Regions from separate parts of the Mus musculus genome. Here all the other regions are linked to region 2. Evidence: chromatin contacts called from public ChIA-PET, HiChIP or PLAC-seq and promoter capture Hi-C data. All regions are on one chromosome and are shown on one strand. Each heading gives the region's core, a stretch centred on a gene start, on an enhancer-like site or on the middle of the called end of the contact. The rest is flanking DNA. Distances are from core to core; before and after follow the strand shown.

Region 1 (3,465 bases), core at 29-2,528, 480 kb after region 2:
TCTCTAGGTCACACCATGCAGCCCATTTTGGTCTGGAACTCATGATTCTTCTGTCTTGGCCTCCCAAGTGTTAGGATCACAGGAACACGCAACCCTGTACCACTCATGAAAGGAACGCGGTGTGCTTTGTTTTGTTTGGAGTACTGAGGGCTGAACCTCCCTAGAGAGCTACCAATGGGTTAGAATCCTAGCCATTTTTTTCCATTTTTATTTTGAGTTCAGAAGTTTGCTAAATTGTGCAGGATAGCCAGTACTCCAGAATCTCCTTCCTCAGCCTGTCAAATAACTGGCACACAGGCAAGTCCTATAGAATACCACTAGGGTGAGTTTTATAGACCAGCAAATGCTTAATTACATTACAATCTCAACACTTTAGTTACCTTTCTTCCCAGCTCTGTGATCTATGCATTTCCCTGCCACCTCCTCGCCCAAACACACCCTCTACTTCATCAAAACTTCTTTGGTAGAAACCACATTCACCTCTACCTCTGCCTGAAAATAAGAAAACAGGGGGAGGGGAAATAGTTAGAAACCAACATCCAACAAGTATGTTCAACACTGAAGGTTAATCTCTATGAAGTTCTATCTCTCTGTACACTTCAAGACGGCCACATTTAAGTATTTAGCAAGACATAATGGCTCTGATAGAACTGAACTGGGGTATGAAAAAAATAAACCAACCACTCGTGAAGGAATCCCAGTCCTGAACAATACACAGCACCAACAGGAAACTCATCAGTGACGAGGTCCACAGTGGCGTCTACCAAGGCTAGTACACCATTATAAATTGAATGTTTTCATGGATTGTTTTCAATAACTACTGGGGAAATCTTACTATGGGGAACTTCTAGAGAGAAACTCTAGTAGGAAGTGTCAATCACGATAAAATTCCTTTATCCAATTCCAGAAAAAAGATAGCAGAAGTGAACTGAACAACTGTAGGACTGCGAACTATATTCTTACAGGATAAAAAGAATCCTTCACTGAGGTAAGGAAAATTAGCAACACTAAAGTCATTCCGCAGAGTAGTTGGAGTATAGGGACTTAAAAGCTTTGCAAATCAAATGTTAGCAGGCTTCTAATGAAGGCCATCTGGTTAACTATCAACCTGTGACTCTGCTCAGAATCTATCCCAGTAGAAACATTTTTACAGAGTCAAGTGGGGTGGAACATGCCTATAATCTCAGCATTTGGGGCTGAAACAGAGAACTGACAGCTCAAAGCCAGCTTGTGTTACATCAAGAATGACTCAAAAAGCCTAAGAAAGATGAAAAGGACCGAAAGGGAAAGAAGAAAAAAAGAACAAAAGGGAAGGAGAGGGAGGCACTCACAAGTATGTAAACCATCATGCAATGCATACAGTTTCAACCAGTGATAAGACTTACTATAACCACTCACTGTTCAACCACATTATAATGGAGTTGAAAACTCTGAAGTAACTAGAGACTTATTTGTGATGGTGCTGGTCTAAAGAAATCTACTGAACTGCCAGTCACTTAAAAACATGGCATATTTGCCAGCATGTAGTACACAGTATGTGATTGTGACAATGAAAAGTTATTTATTTGAGGATATATTATATTTTCAAGTGTACTTATTTTAAATTTACTATAAAACAATATCCCATTTATACCACAAGCAACAGCATATATCTTGTAATCATTGTCTTTTAACTGTATCTGGAGGCCAAACCAAGTAAATAACCTAAACCATATAAGCCTGTGTAAATTATAATGTTCATATATCAATGAAAATAAAATAACCTAATGAGGCTCGCGTCTTGTTAAATAAGGCATGACACATATTTGTATGAAAACGAACACTTGAATTTCAAAACACTAGAAACAACCTAATAATAGTTGGCTAAATAAATTCTGATGAAACATCCCAGAACAATACAAATCCACATAACTAAGGCACTAATGTTAACTCAGACCTGTGCTACTGAATGACAAAAGCATACTCAAGTGGGGGGGGGGGGTGATATTGTGATGTTGTCCATACTGCTGCACAGCTAAGAGTGACTGAGACACATGCAGATATGTATGTAGCACGCACTTTCAGCTTTGGACATTCTGTAGTTTACTCAATGAACATGTGAACAGTACTGACACAAATGAAGAAACTAGAGGAGGCATGGGAGTTTGGGGTGCATTTATAACAAAAAATACCTTAGCAGCTATCCCAAACTTAACTTCTCCCATAGATCAAAATGATCAGAAGAAAATGATAAAGCTTTATTTTGTGTATGGTGCTAGGTACCAAACAGAGCACAATGCAAATGCTAGGCAAAAGCTCTACCACAAAAAATACACCTCTAACCCGAAAATAATATATTCTGAATGAAACATCCAATGAAGCAAGTGAATTCAAGTACCCATGCACTTCATCATAACCTATCAGGAACTGACTCAGATTACAGGAATACTTCCATGACTCTTACAAAATACTGAAAAAAATTATATAATATATATTAGGATATTCTCTTGACTAGACTAGTATCCACTTTGTCTATAAAATAAAAGTGAAAACTACAGTTTAACTCTAACAATCACAAAGTTATCTTCCAGGTTCATTACTTTTAAGTCAACCTAAAGTCAACTTACAGTTTAAGTAGCTTTCTCCCTCTGCCCTACATTCAGAATATGTATACATTTTATTTAAAATCCTAAAATAATTTAATAGTAACTACTCTAACGCGAAAATATTCCTCCACAACAGTGACTTTAGGATAAGGAACAAATCCTCTCCTTTTTCAAGATTAATTTTGTCCAGACTAGATAGATGGTCCAGCAGTTAACTGAATGGACTGAGTTTGGCACCCAGTATCCACACCACGTGGCTACAACTGTTTAATTCCAACTACAGAGGATCCAGTACCTTCTTCTGGTCTCTTACACCACCTGAACACAAATACACATTCCCACACATAAATGTAATTTTTAAAAATAGTATTTATTCCAGCACTTGGGAAGCAGAGGCAAGTGAACTTCTTGAGGTTCAGTCAGCCCAGTCTACAGAGTAAGTTCCAGGACAGCCACAGAGGCTACACAGAGAAACCCTTGGGGGGGGGGGGGGTAAACTCCAGAAAACCTATTCTGTAGAACCACTTTGAGAAAAACATTTTAGTCTTGACCAAAACCATTAAGTCTTGGAAGACTGGGGGGTGGGGGGTGGGGGGAGAGATCAAGAAAAATACATATAATGGATTTTGGGTTTTGCAATTCTGACTACCTCCAGCCCTGCTTGTGTGGTGGAAGCTTTACTGCTAAGTCAGCATTAGAGAAACCAGATTCTAGATTTTTCCACATTTAAGTCATCTATAAATGTGGTTCACATGCACAAGAACAAGCAGAAAAACATGTAATCAGCCTATTCAACTTGAAGAATTGTACTATTACCTGAAAGCTTACCCTATTCTTTAAGGAGAAAATATGCTTCCTAACAATGCCACTGGTACAATTG
Region 2 (3,266 bases), core at 315-2,814:
TTCCCACTTCTTAACAAGCTCTAGCAACCCAGAAGAAAAATCAGCCTTGAGCTATCTGTACAGCAGATGTGAATGTATTCAGAACACAAGTCCTCGGGTGTATTTTTAACACCACAACTGTCACTCCTACCAACAACAACAACCAGAACAGCTGGTATAGCAGCTATTGTTTTTGTCCAGAGGAAAGGCAGGGAGACACCTCCTGACCAATAAAACTCTGGACTCAATGCAATTTCGGAGGAGTCCACCGTCCCCACCGCGATCCTGGCCTTCACTCACCATTCCCCTCAGTCAGAGAGTCTGATCTGCCTCACACCACTACCTATCTTAAGGACCAAGCACTAGGAAAGGGCATTTCCATTAGTATCAAGGCTCCTTAAACTTGTTCCTGGGGCTGTAATTGTTATAGCTAGAATAACACAGGTGTTAGGTCCCGTGTGCTGAATGACTTGGGTACCACATAACAAATGGACCACGTCAGCACCTAAATGGCACCCCAATCCCCAACCCCGGCAAGTAACAGAGGGTGGCAGATGATCAAGCAAGAAATGGTTTTTCCAGTAAAGGGTAACTAACTGGCCTCGGAGGAAAAGCGCACTGCAGCAGGATGAGCAAGCCCGTGCCAGCCGGAACTGCCAAGGCTGCCCCACGGTGGCAACCTGCTAGCCACCACCTGTCCAGCCACCTGCCTGAGGAAGCCCTTCCAACAAGGAGGGCTCACCTCGGCAAGAAACCATACGCAGTTTTCAAGAGGAACCAGAAAGGAAAAGCAAAGGGTGCAACTTTATTCTTAGGGAAAGACAACAAAAAGGCATGTGTCTCTCTGCACTGCAACCCGAGCGGCTGGAGTTCTCCACGGAGAGAGTTCTGAGCCCAGCGGGTGAGGAGTCCCGGCTTTCCCAAGGAGGGAGGAGGGTGAAAGGGAGGAAGAGAGGGAGGGAGAGAGGGAGAAGCGGCCACTACACGCGCATCCCTTCCCTTTCGGAACATAGGGGTGAGGACCCCGCAGCGGGCTGAGCAGTGGAGGGAGAGCCTGACGCAGGTGAGTACGGGAAGCTGCACCCGGTGCTCAGACCTACAGACCCCCCAGGCCTCGGGGAGCACGCGCCTGCGGCCCCCGCAGCGGTCCCCGCAGCGGCCCCAGCAGCACGCCGGGCCTCGGTCTCCTCAGCGGCGGCGCCCACCTGCGCCCAGTCCCCGCAGACCGGTCCCCGCGGCCCCGTCCTCGCGGCCCGGTCCCCGCGGTCCGTTAAGCCGCGGCGCGCTCGGCCCCGTAGCAGCGACCGCAGGACCTCGGGCCCGGCAGGGCCTGGGCGGCCGCTCGCACACGGTCACGGGCCTCGGCAGGGACCGCGGCGTGAGGGGCGCGCGCCCGGCCGACGCCGCGGGCTCACCTTCTGCCGGATCTGGCCCGACGTGGACACCTTACGGATAAGCTTCTGCGGGGAGCCCGGCTCAGCCTCGGGTTCACTGTCGGACGACTCCTCAGGCGGCGGCGGCGGAGGTGGCTGAGGAGGACCCGGCGGAGGGGCGCCCGCCGCCGCCGCCATGCTGCCCGGCCAGCGCGCGCGCCGCGGGGGGGCGGGGCGGGGCGGGGATGGGATGGGCCCAGCGCCTGGGGCGGAGCCTGGGCGGGGCGGGGCCTAGAGGCCGGCCGCCCCACCCCACCGCGCCCCCATAGGCAGTGGGCGCAGACGTAGGCTTGCCGGGCCCTTGCTGGGTTGTTTCGGCCTGACCCATCTCTTTCCTTCTGATGTCTTCTGTCGTTTTCTTCTTGGAACACAATTTCTAGTTTTTGTCTCTGAGTACACTGTTTTATCACTCATACCCGAGTGTAAGTGATCTCTAGGAGGCCGCTGGACTATGTTGGTGAAACAGTTTACAGAGTGCGTGAAAGTACACCCAGAGGGAGAACTTCTGTTAAGGCCACTGTTAAGGAAAGATGGAGAACCGGGGAACCGTGTTGTAGGCAGAGGCTAGATCTGTGCAAAGGCCCAGAGGCAAAAAGAAAAAAGAAAGGAAGGAAGGGATTTAGAGGGGCTTAGAGGGAGGAAAATGGGACTAGGACAGGAACTGGAGAGCTTTGGGATCGAGGCTCTGAGGACCAGATACGGGATTGGCCTTTTCTGCTGAGACCTGAGGGCAGCAAGAAACCCGGTTGGAGTTGGGGGAGTAAAGAGGTAGATAAGCTGAGCCTGGCTGGGTCACAAAGCGGAGGATCTATGAAGTATTAAGGCAAATAGGCACTCTGAATTACTGGCTGGGGCTGAGAGATAGAGAAGGGAACTGAGATTCAGAAGGGAGGGATGGGGTACTAGAGAGACATAGCAGAATGAACTCTGAGCCAAAGGAGGACCCTATGCAGTTAGAAAAGGAGTGGCTTCCGTTTGGAGTTTTGTTTTTTTGTTGTTTTGTTTTGTTTGGGCATATTGAGATGGAAAAGGACTTGGGGCCAACCAGGACAATGTGCTACCTTCCTGCTCTGCTCTGCTCTAAGAGGCAAGTCAGCAGAGGACCACCTTGGCTATCCCTTCACCCTTTCAGAGGCTGCTGCTGGAGACCCACCAATCAGCAAGCTTTGGGCCTCTGGACAACTGGACAACTCATTCTAGTGGCAATACAAGTCAGATACCACCAGGAACCACAGGAGGTTCCTAATCTGGCACAAAGATGAGGCCAGGATACTGACCTCCCAACCAGTACAGAGGATGACTTTTGTGAAAAAGATCTGAGATGCCTGGATGAACCAGGACACACTCCACCTATGCTGTAGCCACTGGCTACATACAAGTACTTATATTTAAATTCCTATTAACTAGTACCAGCCTAGGCTAAAGAATGACATTTAAGAAAAGAAAAGAGAAAAAGAAAAAGAAAAAGAACCAAGCTGGGCAGTGGTGGTGCACGCCTTTAATCCCAGCACTCAGGAGCCAAAGCCAGCAGATCTCTGAGTTCAAGGCCAGCCTGATCTACAGACTCAGTTCCAGGACAGCCAGGGCTACACAGAGGAGACCCTGTCTCAAAGAAAACAAAAACAACAAAATTTCAGTTCCTCAGTGACACTAGTCAACATTTGCAGCACTGAATGGCCTCATATGGCTTGGCAGCTACCATAGTGTATGTACTTCTAACACAGACAGATTCTATAGCACTTGATAGTGACAACTGCCCATACTGAGCTCCTGTGCATGCAGGATGAAACACACAGCCCTCAGCCATACCCCACGAACCAAAAGGAAACGGAGCCCCTGCCATGGAAGTCTCAG
Region 3 (3,395 bases), core at 206-2,705, 420 kb before region 2:
AGTTTTGAGACAGAGCACTGCCCATTGCACCTCCTCTCTTGTTGACAATTTCTGACCTTTGTCCTTTTCCCTGAAGGGCTTTCTTACTAAATGTTCTTATCATTAACCCTTGGTAAGATTTATTATTACAATATTATATTTATTATTATTTAATACTTAATTTGGTCCCTCTTAACTTTCATAAGTATTTGGGCCAAATTACCTGTTCTGTTTTGTATATGTAAATGCTTTAATTGATTTTTCTCAATGACAATCAGTATTCTGAAACCTTCTCCGCCTATTTGACTAAACATACTTTGATGAGCTATTAATGCCTCTTTCTAACACAGTAGTCGTGAATGATCTATGTGAAGTCAAAATTATCTGTAAATTGACAGAGTCTCGGATATTTTCTTGTTAATGTGAGAAAACACCTAGCAAAAAGCAAAATAAGGAAGGAAAGTTTTACTTTAAGCTTGCAGTGCAGAGAAGTTCAGCCATCAGGATGGGGAAGGCTTGGAGGTGCTCAGGAGACAGAACAGCATATCTAGTTGACGCCACCACCAACGTTCTGAAGCAACACCTTCTCACATCCCCACAGGCAACAGGTTCATACTGGGGTAGGGACAGATTGGATGAGGCAACCGCCATCCAATCCCAGGAGAGTCGGACGACCGACGGCCCTCCCAGAAGCCCAGGATCTTGAAAGAGACTTCCGCGCTTGTTGCAAATACATTGCGTGGGCATCCACAGTCTATGAGCCTGGAAGCTCTTCTTCCCTCCCTCAGTTTCAATGGGACAGCATGAAAAGATTATGGGGGCAGGCTGAGAAGTAGAGAGGCACCTCAAGGGACTTCCTGATACTCAGTAATGATTCCATTAATTCCCATATCGTGATAATCACGTTAATACCCGCAAACAAATGTAGCTGTTATGAAGTCACAGTAAAACCAACTAGTGGGGTTCAATCCCCCAGCTCTGCCAGAAGACAACCCCTCCCAAAAATTCTGAAAATGTTCTAAAATGTTAATCGAAGTAAATGCCCTCATAAAATGGACACCAAATTACCTACCCCCTCAAGGAACAAGATAACAATCAAGAAACAGCCTATAATCAGAAATGGGAGAGAAAGTTTATTTTAAAACCCTAGGATAAAAATCACAGATTCTGTCACGTTTATAATATCGTTCAGCACATTTACACGCGTCTTGTTTTTGAACACTGGCTTTCCAGACTCCTTTCAGGACCGTTATTTGGATCTGGCTTTCCCCAAGCCTTCCCAAGAGCTGGGAAATTGGTAGATCCAGGAAGGAGCCTTGACAGGCAACTCACCCAGAAGCCTCTAGGGGACGCGGGAGTGCCGCATGAAGTAATGCGCATGTTCCACCCGCTCCGGCGGACCCTCCCTCTCGTCCCTCCCCTTCTCGTTTCCACCGGAAGTGCTCCCTGGGAGCGGCGGCCGGAAACGCGGGCAGGATCGGTTGCGTAAATACTTTTGAAAGACCCTATTAGCGCGCGGGGCGCCACGTTTGATCTGTGGACGGGCTTGGGCGGGTGCAGTGCCGGGCAGAGAGCCACGTACGCCATGGAGTCTATGGGTCGGCAGGACCGCAGGCTGCATCAGCAGCTTAAGGAAAGCAGTAGCCGCTTCCAGACGTTAATGAAGCGGCTGATAGCGAAGGTAGGCTGGGACGGCGGCCGAGGCGGGCAGGGCGCGGTGGGCGGGGATCCAGCGCCCCGGAGTCTGACCAGCTCTCCCTTCCCCGCAGTACAACCAGCCCTTTGAGGACGACCCGTTGGTGGAGATGAGGACGTTAACCTACGAGACGCCCCAGGGTACGAAGCCCTCCCTTCCTGTTGGCACTGGGCCAGAACAGTGGGCCTAGAATTTGCAATGCTGCATTTGTCCCCCTTGCTCCTAGGGACCTTGAATCCCTGAGTTGCTGATTTCCAATTTAATTTCTCTGAAAGAAATGCCTGGAGACACAGTGCAGCCTGGTTTTTTAAAATGCCTGGCATGGAAGTTCGAGCTAATTGATTAGCGGTACAAGTGACTCTGTAAAATAAGGATGTTGACAATCATGGGTAAGCCGTATGGTTGTGTATAACATCACCAGAGTACCTGTCAGGCCATTGGAACAGCACCCAGGACTGCTCCGCTCTCATGGGCTTTGCTGTATAAATGTAGACCCATCTGTTTTGGACAGTCCCCATTATCTGCCACCTCTGACGCATTTTATTTAATGTTGTGAGTGTACTTACTACCTTAAACCTCATCGGTTCTCTAACTGGGATAAGTTTGTTATTTGATGAGGTCGTATCCTTCCCTAAGACCCATCCCTGATGTTTGTCTGAATTTATTGATAAAATCGGATTTCGGATCACAGTCTGCCAGGGGTCTACAAGTGCAGTCTGTCTTTTGTCTTATTGGCTGTTCAGGGCACGTGTTGGGTAAGCATTTTAAATAAGCAGAAACTGAACTAATTCTACAAAGAGGTTGCTTTTCTCTGGATGGGATCAGGACACAGCAATATAGGAATCCATAAGTGTGCTGTCTGACTCTTGGCTTTTCTGTGCTCTTGCGGCTGTTTGTGAAGGGGTAGGCAGTGTCTGGAGTATTTTGGACTGCCCATCTGTCTTCAATGATATATTCTGTCAGTGATATATAACTGATGTCAGTTATATGAGAACAGTGAAGTTGCTGAAGAGTTTGAGACTATACAAGTTGGTATAAGAGCCCTCCCTGAGGTCTGGCCAACACATAGACACCTAGGGCTGCAGTTGTCGGTTAACAAATCTATGTCCTAGCAAGCTTGCCATGAATCCCTCATCTTGTTGATTGTTCTGAGAGACACGTTTTTGGCGCGGCCTTTCCTAACATGCAGTAGACTGAAGTCCAGATTTAAGGTGGAGACTGGAGCAGAGAGCTAACTGCAGAGAACAGGAGGGAATCATTTGTGTGTGTTGACAGTTCACCTGGGCATGCACTTAGCACGTATTGTAGAGTTCAGTTTCAAACATGCAACATTAGCACTTTATGCGATTAAATGTAGAATTCCACGGAGAGGGCCATTCAGCAAAGCCTTGATTTGACTTAGCCGTTGTAGTTGAGCATCAGTGTCCTCTGGAAAGGTCATGTCCCACAGTGGTCAGTGCTATCAGACCTCCCAGAATTCACATGCTGGTTCCACTTCATGAGCAGAGAGCTGGGTTAGTCATCTGAACTTTCCTCTTCGCATATCTGTCTGTACAGTGGACATGGTAAGTCTGTCCTGTGGGCTTTTAAGAGGGTATGGGAGTTACATGCCACACGGGTTGCAAATACGAAACGGTGTGTCCTTGCTAAAACCTGGAGCATAGAGGGTGCTGTGTAATTTATTTTTTCTGTTTCTGTTATAATAATATAATCTGAAATC
Region 4 (3,401 bases), core at 584-3,083, 340 kb after region 2:
TGAGGATGGCTATGGACCAGAGTTGTAAAGGGAAGGCGTTGAGTGGAGTCACACCCAGGAGGAATCACAAAGGCAGGGCTTGGGAAAAAGACCCAGGGGGTGGGAGGCTTGTATTTCAACTCCCATAAGGCCTTGAGAGAACTGTGCCTCAGGAAAGCACGGGTGAGTTTCAATGTCCAGATTCAGAGGGCTCTCTGCCATCTCTAATCCTCTCCTCACATTGAGTCAGGGAGAGATGGGGGATTATGTCAGCTCCTGCAACCTGGGGATGACAGATCCCTCCTGCTTTGCTTTCTTATCTGTCGCTGTGACAGAACACCCAGACCAAAAGTAATTTAGGAGAGAAAGGGTTTATTTTAGCTCAAGTCAAGGCAGGGACTTGAAGCAGCCAGTCACAACACATCCACAATCAAGAAAAGAGACAGGAGCATATGCATGCTTACACCACTTAGCTCAGGTTTGGTTTGGTTTGGTTTTCTGTCTAACACCGTTTATGGGAATGGCACAGTCAAAGGTAGACTGGGTTTTCCCACCTCAATTAACCTAGTCAAGACAATTCCCCACAGACATGACTGATGTAGACAAGCCCTCCTTCAGACTCTCTTCTGTGGTTGCTTGCTAGGCTGTGTCATATGGCAATTAAACTAACCATTGCCCCTTCCAAATAAAACAACCCTCCCTTCCCAAAGCCATCGCTGTTTCTCTTGAGTCCCAGCCGCTGTGCCTCCCACCTACTCATCCAAGAACAAGCAACACTTGAGGCTGGAGCAACAACTCAGGTGTTAAGAACACATGTTGCTCTAGCAGAGAACCCAGGTTCAGTTGCCAGCACACACATGGTGGCTCACAACCATGTAACTCCAATAATTCCATAATTCCGGTTCCAGGGATCCAACGCTCTTTTCTGATTTTGAAAGGTACCAGTCAAACACATTGGTCACATACATACATGCAGGCAAAATACTCATATACCAGAAAAACCAATAAACACAGCTGCCTCAAACCCCCAGGAACAGGTTCCTTATAACCAATGCCCACAGGTGGAGTGTGGAGGGGGCCATGCTGGGGAACACTGTGTCCCACCCTCACCCTCAGGTACCTACAGAACTGGCCACACTACTCTTGACTTGAGATATTTCTCTCCTTATCCTCTCGTTTTATCTGAGCGCTGTACTAGCTAACAAACAGTAGGGTGCAGATCTACTTGTGGGTAGGGAAATCCTACTGCAGTTTCTGGAAACTTCTCCTTAACTCCCTCCTGGCAGCGTTTGGGGGTCGCTGGGAAAGATTTGGTCCAGCAGAAAGACCCACTCAGGAAAAACGTCTGCAGTGGTGGTGGTGGTGGGGGGGTTTCACACACACACACACACACACACACACACACACACACACACACACACACACACACACCTGAGAGTCAAGAGCAAGAGTGCAGGAGAAATAACTGTTTTCTCTCCAACTGGGAGTAGAGGGCATATATTCCCAAAGCATGATCTAGGAGACTGAATTGTAATGGGCAAGGGATGGGACAGAGGGTCGCCTCGCCCTCCCCTTCAAGAAACCCGGGGCGGAGCTATGAAAAACGACCCACTGGCAAGAGGGGAGATAGGCTGAGGCAGCTCTGTTCCCTCTGTCCCCGCGTCTCCCGGCACCCGGCGGCCGCGGGGGAGGCAGGCGCTGCGCGGCTCCGGTCCATGTGGGGAGTCACCGCCCCCTGGTCCGGGTGCACCCGGCCCTAGCGCCCCCACCTCGCCGCCGCCGGCCTCGCCCCCGCCGCGCGCGCCCCGCCCGCCTCCCCCGTTGCCGTGGCAACCCCGGGAGCCTCCAGGCGCGCGCTCGTCCGCGGGAGCGCTCTACAGCAGCGGCGGCGGCAGCTCCGGCTTGAGCCGCGCGCGCTGCGACCTCACTCAGAGCCCGCGCATTGCCCCCGGCTGGGCCCTGGGCCCCCCGCGCGGCTCCCCACCAGCCCCTGAGCCTACCCGGTCGCTGGTCCCCATGGAGCTGCTGGCTGCAGCCTTCAGCGCCGCCTGCGCCGTGGACCACGACAGCTCCACCTCGGAGAGCGACACGCGCGACTCGGCGGCGGGACACCTGCCGGGCAGGTGAGGACCCGCTGTATCCCGGCCCCCGCGCAATGTCCCCACGTACTCCCTCACACTCGCTCCCTAGGCGATGATCTCGGACCCCTGCGGCCTATCCGGGTCCTCGGCCCCCGGGCTCCTGCTGCCCCCCACTAACTCTAATCCGACGGACCTTCCCCCTGGGAGAGCCGTGCGTCCTGTTCCAGGTCACTAGCACCCAGTCCCAGCGTGGGATGGCCTCCTGCACCTTGTCCCTGGACGCCCAGAGTGTGCGCGTCCCGCCCTTCGCCCCTCTCTGCGCTCCCAGTCTCTGGAACTGGAGGACAGAGCCTCGAGTGGGGCCAGGGGGCACGGGACGGCTAAGGGAGTGGGGTGGCAGCGGGCTGGCAGGACCCGTTGGGGCGGCCTTCCGCGCTGTGCAGCGGCTAGGGTACGCCAACTTTCCGACGCCTGTCCGCGAGCTCGAAAAACATGAAGGTTTGGGCGGACTGGTGTAGGAGTGAATCACCCCGTCGCGCCCTGGTATGGTGACAAAAAGGGTTTGTCGGGCTCGCCCGGTCCGGACACGTGGCGGCCACTGTGGCCCCCCTTGGCTTGGAAGCTCTTAGGGGCAGTACCCTCCAGGCAGCAGCCGCTTGTGCTGACCGACAGTCGCCTCTTGCGATCTAGCCAAGGTGTGTCGTTGCTTAAAAATAAACAGCCGTCGCTCTCCTCCTTCTCTTGCAGCGAGTCATCCTCCACCCCTGGAAATGGAACCACACCCGAGGAGTGCCCAGCCCTCACCGACAGCCCCACCACTCTCACGGAGGCCCTGCAGATGATCCATCCCATTCCCGCCGACTCCTGGAGAAACCTCATTGAACAAATAGGTGGGTCCAGGGCAGGCAGCGACTCGTTTGGACCATGAGAGCCTGGTGGCTTCCAGGGGACCCTGGCTGCTGGGCTGACTGGCATGCGGCTTTTGACATGACTAGTTCTAATGGTTTCCTAGGCAGAACTGCCGAGTTTTATTAGTGCTGCACCACTGAGCTAATTTAGCTGGGATTGTGGTGTGTTTGTGAGACTGAGTCTCACACTGCAACCCTGGCTGGCCTGGAATTTACTCAGTAGCCCAGGCTAGCCTGGACCTCACCTCCTGCCTGAGAACTTGAGTTCCAGGGTTATGAGCTTGAGACTCTATGCTGGGCTTTAGCAGTGGGTATTGATCTTGATGTCTCTTGGAGAACACTCTTGGTCCAGCCCTTTCCTGTAGAAAACGTTGTTTCCAGAATGGAGTAGCTGGAGAGAGAGAATGAAGTCTTCCTTGACCTCAACAGGGAG
Region 5 (3,503 bases), core at 617-3,116, 280 kb before region 2:
CCAATGGGCTCCTAGAATGTATTTTGAATCTCCTTGTTTGATATCAAATAAACTTTCCCACCTATGGCCCAAGCCTTTCTTATTGATGCATGGCATTGATCTCTCTGAAATGACAGAACTCTGGAGAGTGAGAGCGACCTGGAGCACATATGATAAGCATGTTCCAGGGACAGCAGAGCTCAGGGCTGATGTGACCAGAGGTCTGCAGCTTTCTAGCCCTCCTTTTGGTAGTTTAAATGAAAATGGCCCCTGTGGGCTCATAAAAAATTGCACTATTTAAAAAGTTAGGAGGAATGGCCTTGGAGTAGATGTGGCCTTGTTGGAGGAAAGGTGTCACTGATGGTGGCCTTTGAGGTTTCAGGGGCTCCAGCCAAGGCCCAATGTGTCTCCCCCTCCCTGTTGCCTGCCAATCCAGATGTAGAATGCCTGGCTTCTTCTCCAGCACCATGTCTGCCTGCCTGCTGCCATGCTTCCTGCCATGACCATAATGGACTAAAGCTCTCAAAAGTAAGCCAGGCCCAATTACCTGTTTTCCATTCTATGAGTTGCTGTGGTCATGATGTCTCTTTATGGCCTTAGAACCTCTAAGATGCTCCCCCTAGATGATATACATAATAAACACGATGTCAGCTCTGATCACCTACTTCCTTTAAAGTTCTGCTAGTGTCCCATCCGTGACACCTTCCCTGTTGAGCCCAGGGTCCAGCAGCCCAGTCTGTGGCCCTGGGCCTCCTTCCCTTCCTTGCTATCATTACCTCACCTTCTGTGTATTTATGCATCCCTCTCCCAACTATTAGTAGCATGTGCAGGGTGGGATCAATCATTGTTCTAATGTCCCTCTCTACCAAACTCAGTGTTCCTCTCTATTGAGTCTGCAGCATGCAGATCAGTGTCCAGCATACAGAAGGCTCCGAGTACCAGTTTGTGTGTGAGTAAACTGGCATTGGGACTGTCTGTCCATTTTATCCTTGTGCCTCATTTTCAATCAAATAGTAAAAGGTTACTCAAGGAAGGATAAGACAGAACCAGCTCCCTTGTGAGGAGTTGGTCGCTGACCCTTCGACATGTGTATAAGGGAAAAACCAACGACCCTTTCCTTCTGCACACTTTCACTCACACAGCTCTTGTGTTACCAGGCATGTATGAGTCAAGTCAACCACTTAGCAGAGTTGGCTACAGACCAGAGGCTCTTTTACTCAGCCTCAGAGCAGCTCTGCTCAAACCACTCAGAGAATCACTCAGTCAGAGGTTCATTACAGCAGCAGCACCCATAGTGCAACAAGACAGCAGTGGAGAAATGCCAAGAGCTTGGGGGAGAGACATGGCCGCTCTCTGTGTTCTTGGTGCAACCTATCCTCCACACCTTCAGCAACCTGGCAGCTCCCCAACCCAATCCCTCTGTGCTTTCATAGGGGCCGCATCATGAAATACAGGGGATGGGCTGATTGATTAAATTACCGTTGATCAGTAATCAACCCTAACTTCAATCCCTTTCTCTGCCCTTCCCTCTAATCTCAAAGCTGGTTCCAGACCCCATCCTTACAAACTTTCCAAAAGTTGCCCCTTAAGCATAAGCTTTAAGAAAACAGTACAACAGCTTATCACAAACAAACAGCACAGGTTTCCCTCCCACCCCTCATGAAATCAACAGGCATTTGGGAAGCTCTGCACAGGAAGACAAAAGCCCTTATCTTTCAAATTCTGTATTGCTCTCTCACCACACATAATCTGTTACTTGCCTGTCAGATAGTAAGGTTAGAGACCTGTGCCTCTAGGTAGCACGTGATGAGGGCCCTTGAGCAAGAGTAAGAAATCTGGAAGTCGGTTTCCAGTCAGCCACCATCAGCCAGCATCTGAATTCTGGGTTTTCTAACCACCACCAAAGAGGGAGGGTTACATTTGTTCTGTTTGTTAATCACTGCTGAGGGCGGGCCAGGGAGTTATGGATGTTGAAATCAGGCTGCCCTGGAGGAAATTGTTCTTTGAATCAAGGAACTGGCTCACCCAGACCTTGTCAGGCATATGCATATTGGAACCAGCTTGCCAGTACTTGCCTTAACCTTGGCACCCCAGTCGGTTGGGGCTCAGGAAAGCAGGACTGAAGGGGCCACCCCAAAGGGCAAGCAGGAACATAGCCAAGATGAAAGTTCTTTCTTTAAGGCTTACAAAGACTCCACTCAGTCCAAGCAGGGGTGGAGGATCAGCGTGGGAGGGAGGAGGGGAGTTGGAGTTTTTTGTTTTGTTTTGCTTTTAATTGATTCTTTGTGGGTTTCAAATTGTGCTTCCCAGCCCACTGGTCACCCATCCCCCTGGTGTCTGTTCTTTGCCTTTAACACATAAACAAGCAGGCAAAACAAAAACAAAAAAGCATTGAAAATATCTCATCATGGAAGCTGTAATACTGTCACAGTGTGTCCCACAGTATGTCTCTCTGTCTACACATGTTCACTTGCTAATGTTCATTGCAGTGAGGCACTGGTCTGGTTTGAGATCTCTGGCTTTTGTGACATAAACAGGATTTTTGACTCAGAATGAAAAGAGACAAGCTTACAGCAATGAGAAACCACTCCCCAGAGACTCATAAAGGAAGCACACTGTAGCTCTGTCCTTCCTGAGTGGCAGAGCAAAAGCTCTCTGAAGAATGTCTTTAAGCAAGCTGGCATGAATTGGGGAAAGCACGAGGAACTGTACCCTCGTATTCTTTATGACAGACACACAATTTACCGAGGCCTGGGCCCTTCCTAGGAAAATCAGGTTCACCTGGGTACTGACTGGCTTGTTCTTGTTTCCAGCAAGTCCATGGGGTCATAGGTTGAAATCAGGAAGAAGGCAGGAGAGGACAACAAGGTTCTGTCAGAGCATCACCAGAGGGTGCTTTGCAAGCTTTGTTCATGAGATTTGACTCTACTGTTTCTTAGACTGGTGTGTGTGTGTGTGTACATGTGCACAGAGAGAGAGGGGGGGGTGTGCAGCTGTCAGGAGTATTTCTGTACTGGGCACCAGAAAAGGGAATGTGGCATGCCTGGCACTTCTAAGTTTTATCCCTCCTGCTGCCCAGGAGGCTCAGTCCAGTCCAGCGGGAGGATACAGGCTCAGGGTGTCTTGCATAACATTACTTCTACCTATACAGGGGAAGGTCAGCTTTAACCTAGGGATTTCTGAAGAACAACAAATGGGGCTTGGGGCACACACCAGTGGAATGAAGGCATAGATCCTGGGATAGAACCACACTGTATGGGTAAAAATGCCGCTCCCCAAAGTGAATGAAGAACAGCTAGCATCTGGAGTAGGAAGGAGGTCTGAAAGTTGACAGGGGACAGTTTCATTCCAGAAGCTGAGGGCTATCTGAAAAGGTCAGCCATGTAGAGGAATTCCCTTCTCAGGAACTCACCCTTCCAGATCCTTCAGATACCTAAGCCCAGGAATTAGAGGCCCAGGACCTACAAGATGACAGAAGACCTACAGAACAATTTCAGACTTGAAAAATCTCAATTCAGAACACA
Region 6 (3,522 bases), core at 946-3,445, 440 kb after region 2:
AAAAAAAAAAAGTATAACCTATCTACTCACATACAGTTCACATGATTGAAAGAAAAAACAAAACCCAACTTCTTCCCTCCTCCAACCACCAAACTCAGAAATATCAAATATATTTTATAATTCTATAAAGTCACAAAAATTTTTGATTCACATCATATATGATGTTCCTGAAGGACAGATATAAAATTGTGTGTGTGCACATATACATATGAAATAAATGACATGTGTGATATATACATCCTGCATATTGCAGAATGTCAAAAAATGTCAAATACCCATAAAATTTTCTAGATTATAAATGACAATAAGCAAATTTGAACACCTATTTCTTAATGAAGAACTCTGCAAAACTAAAATCACTTCTACAAAATTTTCTCAGATTTTTTGTTTCAGCGTGGAAATTTCTGGGCAACATTTTCTGGTGGCTGTGAAAGTTGCAAACAGAAAATGTCTTTAGGTTTACAGATGCAACTGCTCAGTTCTTCCCCTGTAATTTAACAGCAGTCACAGACAGCTAAGTCATATGATCCAATAATGTTTTGCTTAAAACAGGCAGCAGGCTACCAACACTTGACAGTGTCAATCCATCTACCTGCACAAATAATACTTCTTTTTCATGAGCCTAGTGCTCAGGAGACTAAGGCTGCAGAACATGAATTTTACGGCAGTCGGGGCTATACGGTTAAATATCTCAACACACACACACACACACACACACACACACGTAAGATAACAACCTTAGTGAGCTGGTCGTTGTTCTACACCATTCCTAACAACAAACTCTTTAACTTCTTCCTACCTTCTCCTCTGTTTTTTCTCTGTGCCCCTCAAAAAGTACTTAGTCAATAAAATGATTGTCTGGCTCTTTCTTCAGCAACTAAAGACCCTGAAAACCTAATTAGATGCCATTCTCTGGAATCTAGAATTAAAAGGCAAGCTACAATGAGATGGACAGTGGCACACACGTCACTAGTAGGCTACTCAAGAATCACAGAAGCCTTGAGTTCTCACTCTAACAGGTGAGACTTGAAGCAGATTCTATGTCAGGTTCTTTTGATGCTGCAGTGCATCCTACTGCATCACTCTCTTACTGGATTAAGAACTGCTGGTACTGGAGGTGCTGCATCTGGTATAAGGCAGTGAGTTCCTGCTGTCTGGTCAGGCGTTCCTGGTCCAATTCTCCCTGAGGGAAAAGAGGTACAAGAAGAAGCACCATGAGATAGACAGCAATGAGCATACATAGCATCGAGTATACACACCTACACACATGCACACGCACACACATAGCACACCACACGCAAGACCTTTGCTTCCTACTCCAAACTTGTGCCCTTCAAACCCTTAACTAAAAACCCCATTACCTTAAAAAACCAAGCAATGCCACCTAGTGGTATGAGGTGGCATTACCAACATAAGTCACAAGCAGTCCTTACTCAGCACTGTCATCCACTACTTCAAACTGAAAGCTGAACTGTGATCTACCAATCTGTTACTGTAATTGAGAAATTACCCAGCACTCTAAATCTTGGTGGCTTGTTTTAAAGATCACATAAAAATCACAGAAACAGGACAACATGAAAAAGAGTAAAGTGACCTAACAGCTGATAGGATGAGAACTCCTCCCTCAAATTAGGGATTTCTAACGCTAGTTATACACTGGAAGGTGGAAACACAGGCTAATAGTATTTTCATTGTATTTCAAAATAATTCAAAGAAGATGGCTGAAATTTTAGTTTTGTAAAGTTAAAATAGAGGCAAAGAAAATATAAGGTTTATAGTAATAAAAATAAAAACCTAAGATAACAGACTAACCCCTAGGCAAACCATATATGAACTTGTATTTTTCTGGCTTACTGATTATAGCTTGGAATAAAGCATCTGACATACAATGGGTTAGGGCAGGAAGAATCCTAAATTCAGAGATATCAGGAGTAAGGTCTAGTCAACACTTCACACGAGTAGCTGGGTTTTAAGAGTTCTGCTTGTGAAAGTCAGCTCTCTTATCAGTGCTTTGAGGAAGGAGGTAGCAGGTAACAAGCAACCTGAGCTTCCCAAAAGTTTCCCCTTGAAGGGTACAGACCGAGGCTTAGGTACAGCTTCAACTAAAGAGATGCAGACTGTGACTGGAGAAAACAAGGGGTGAGAACATGCCAAAAACCAAGCGAGCAGCTTTTAGCTCCTGACACATCAAAGTCACATTTCAACTTTAAGACAGGAAATAAGGCTCAAACTTGTCAGGTAAATTCAAGTAATGATTCACTATAATTGTTCTTGTGATTGAAAAGAAACAATTCTCAAAAATAATGTATGAATCATGGAAGAGAAAGTATGATGGCCAGCAAGCCAGTGAGTCTCATCCTTTAATAACAGAGGATACAGCACATTCACTGCCACCTATCAAACAATTACCGTGAAAATAACACTGGTAGCCTCAGTATAGCTGTGTAAGTCAACATCAGGTTACTGCAGAAATCCAGTATTCATGGTAAATTAAATAGTATCACTTTTATCAATGGACAACCACTACTTGCTTCAATTTAATAAAAACATAGACAGACACACACATAGCAACCTCTACTAGCAACTCAACTGAGAAAGGCCAGCCTCAAGAGAAAATTTTCCCAGCCAAAGGATTAGGCCTTCAAAATATCCTAACACAGTAAGTGGCACTTATATTTGGATAAGCCTCAAGTTCAAGAAATTTTATGAGCCAGAAAATAAGAAGGAGATAGAGGTGAGAGGAAAAGTGTACATTCTAAGTAAAAGTAATAAGAACTTTTCAGAGGCCAGCCATTTTGAAACACAGAAGATAAAAGCTTTGACATGAGCTATGAAAGGGAGAGAGTCAGACCATAAAGGACCTACAGGTTAGGTCAGGATAAGATATTGGTCTCATTCTTTATTGGTTAGAAAACCACCGACAGATTTTATACAGTATATATAGATGAATGCACAGTAAGTTCTGAAAAGGTCATTAGTGTTCAGTATACAATTCTCCCATTCAAAAATGCCCATTATCATTTCAATTTACTTCTATGAAACTACCAGGTTGGGTATGGTAGTTCATGCCTATGATCCCAGCAACTTAGGTAGGAGCAAGAGAACCACCACAAGTTTGAGGTCAACCTGGTCTGCAGAGCAAGTTCCAGGCCAAAACCCTGTATCAAAGAAAAAGAAAGAGAAACTACCATTCTTTCTTCCTTCACTGCAACCCTGGTTGTCATTCAAAGAGAAACAAGTACTCCTGTGTCTACTGTGAATCTCAGGCAAGTGGGAAGATACTCACCATATGAGGAGGGGGAGCTGGGCCTGGAGAGAAAGGAACCCTTCCCCACATTTTCATGATATCACCAAGGGGCTGGAAGCTTTCATCACATGCTCTCTTCACCAGCAAAGACATAGTAAAATAGCCCGCCTGAAACCACTCGGCCATCTCCTGATTGTTAAAGGGACCTAAACACAAGGGGAGTGAGAATGCTGTCAGGCTCAAAAATAAGTATATTCCCTGAGTCTCATGTTCAT

Evidence for each region. Promoter capture Hi-C pulls out the DNA fragments that hold promoters and counts their contacts. ChIA-PET counts read pairs in DNA pulled down with a chosen protein or histone mark. HiChIP or PLAC-seq counts read pairs in DNA pulled down with a chosen protein or histone mark.
Region 1: a contact with region 2 is called in an RNA polymerase II ChIA-PET map of memory CD8 T cells, with 42 read pairs. The contact joins the enhancer-like site here to the promoter of Dgkd in region 2. A contact is called at or near these places in 2 of 39 promoter capture datasets (the HPC-7 cell line and maxillary cranial neural crest), 1 of 115 datasets of contacts at active chromatin or transcription factors (memory CD8 T cells) and 1 of 9 other capture datasets (liver).
Region 3: a contact with region 2 is called in an H3K4me3 HiChIP or PLAC-seq map of embryonic stem cells, with 3 times the contacts expected there. The contact joins the promoter of Hjurp here to the promoter of Dgkd in region 2. A contact is called at or near these places in 7 of 39 promoter capture datasets (3T3-L1-derived adipocytes, the HPC-7 cell line, embryonic stem cells and 3 more), 1 of 15 datasets of contacts at CTCF or cohesin (the NIH/3T3 cell line), 1 of 484 Hi-C or Micro-C datasets (embryonic stem cells), 3 of 115 datasets of contacts at active chromatin or transcription factors (bone marrow-derived macrophages, embryonic stem cells and large pre-B cells) and 2 of 9 other capture datasets (adipose tissue and liver).
Region 4: a contact with region 2 is called in a promoter capture Hi-C map of embryonic stem cells, with 2.6 times the contacts expected there. The contact joins the promoter of Ngef here to the promoter of Dgkd in region 2. A contact is called at or near these places in 3 of 39 promoter capture datasets (cranial neural crest, embryonic stem cells and liver), 1 of 484 Hi-C or Micro-C datasets (embryonic stem cells), 7 of 115 datasets of contacts at active chromatin or transcription factors (astrocytes, embryonic forebrain, embryonic hindbrain and 4 more) and 1 of 9 other capture datasets (embryonic stem cells).
Region 5: a contact with region 2 is called in an H3K4me3 HiChIP or PLAC-seq map of pro-B cells, with 4 times the contacts expected there. The contact joins the promoter of Ugt1a6a here to the promoter of Dgkd in region 2. A contact is called at or near these places in 2 of 115 datasets of contacts at active chromatin or transcription factors (pro-B cells and stem cell-derived neural progenitor cells).
Region 6: an RNA polymerase II ChIA-PET map of memory CD8 T cells shows a contact between it and region 2, with 13 read pairs. The contact joins the enhancer-like site here to the promoter of Dgkd in region 2. A contact is called at or near these places in 5 of 39 promoter capture datasets (the HPC-7 cell line, cranial neural crest, embryonic stem cells and 2 more), 7 of 115 datasets of contacts at active chromatin or transcription factors (craniofacial prominence, embryonic stem cells, large pre-B cells and 4 more) and 3 of 9 other capture datasets (adipose tissue, liver and macrophages).

The regions. Positions count from the first base shown.
Region 1 is chr1:87,375,999-87,379,463 of GRCm38.p6, reverse strand. It overlaps Gigyf2 (GRB10 interacting GYF protein 2), which reads right to left. Exons shown (of 29, transcript NM_146112.4): 7 at 381-492. Among named protein-coding and RNA genes, the nearest start is that of Kcnj13, 17 kb to the left of the region's middle. Within about 2 kb of position 1,278, at least 15 of the 459 cell types and tissues checked have an H3K27ac peak or open chromatin away from gene starts, as enhancers often do. A contact at or near this core is called in memory CD8 T cells, where this site is marked.
Region 2 is chr1:87,851,585-87,854,850 of GRCm38.p6, reverse strand. It overlaps Dgkd (diacylglycerol kinase, delta), which reads right to left and starts at 1,564. Exons shown (of 30, transcript NM_177646.3): 1 at 1,395-1,564. The coding sequence starts at 1,550. Gm19582 (predicted gene, 19582) reads left to right here and starts at 552. Exons shown (of 2, transcript NR_136921.1): 1 at 552-880; 2 at 993-1,504.
Region 3 is chr1:88,275,639-88,279,033 of GRCm38.p6, reverse strand. Hjurp (Holliday junction recognition protein) reads left to right here and starts at 1,455. Exons shown (of 8, transcript NM_198652.2): 1 at 1,455-1,660; 2 at 1,749-1,815. The coding sequence starts at 1,565.
Region 4 is chr1:87,508,794-87,512,194 of GRCm38.p6, reverse strand. Ngef (neuronal guanine nucleotide exchange factor) reads left to right here and starts at 1,833. Exons shown (of 13, transcript NM_019867.2): 1 at 1,833-2,102; 2 at 2,808-2,950. The coding sequence starts at 1,996.
Region 5 is chr1:88,133,172-88,136,674 of GRCm38.p6, reverse strand. Ugt1a6a (UDP glucuronosyltransferase 1 family, polypeptide A6A) reads right to left here and starts at 1,866. Exons shown (of 6, transcript NM_145079.3): 1 at 1,740-1,866. All of the region lies in intron 1 of Ugt1a10 (UDP glycosyltransferase 1 family, polypeptide A10), which reads right to left. All of the region lies in intron 1 of Ugt1a9 (UDP glucuronosyltransferase 1 family, polypeptide A9), which reads right to left. The region is part of intron 1 of Ugt1a8 (UDP glucuronosyltransferase 1 family, polypeptide A8); the gene reads right to left. It also overlaps Ugt1a7c and Ugt1a6b.
Region 6 is chr1:87,416,749-87,420,270 of GRCm38.p6, reverse strand. Gigyf2 (GRB10 interacting GYF protein 2) reads right to left here. Exons shown (of 29, transcript NM_146112.4): 15 at 3,287-3,453; 16 at 1,092-1,183. Among named protein-coding and RNA genes, the nearest start is that of Kcnj13, 24 kb to the right of the region's middle. Within about 2 kb of position 2,195, at least 7 of the 459 cell types and tissues checked have an H3K27ac peak or open chromatin away from gene starts, as enhancers often do. A contact at or near this core is called in memory CD8 T cells, where this site is marked.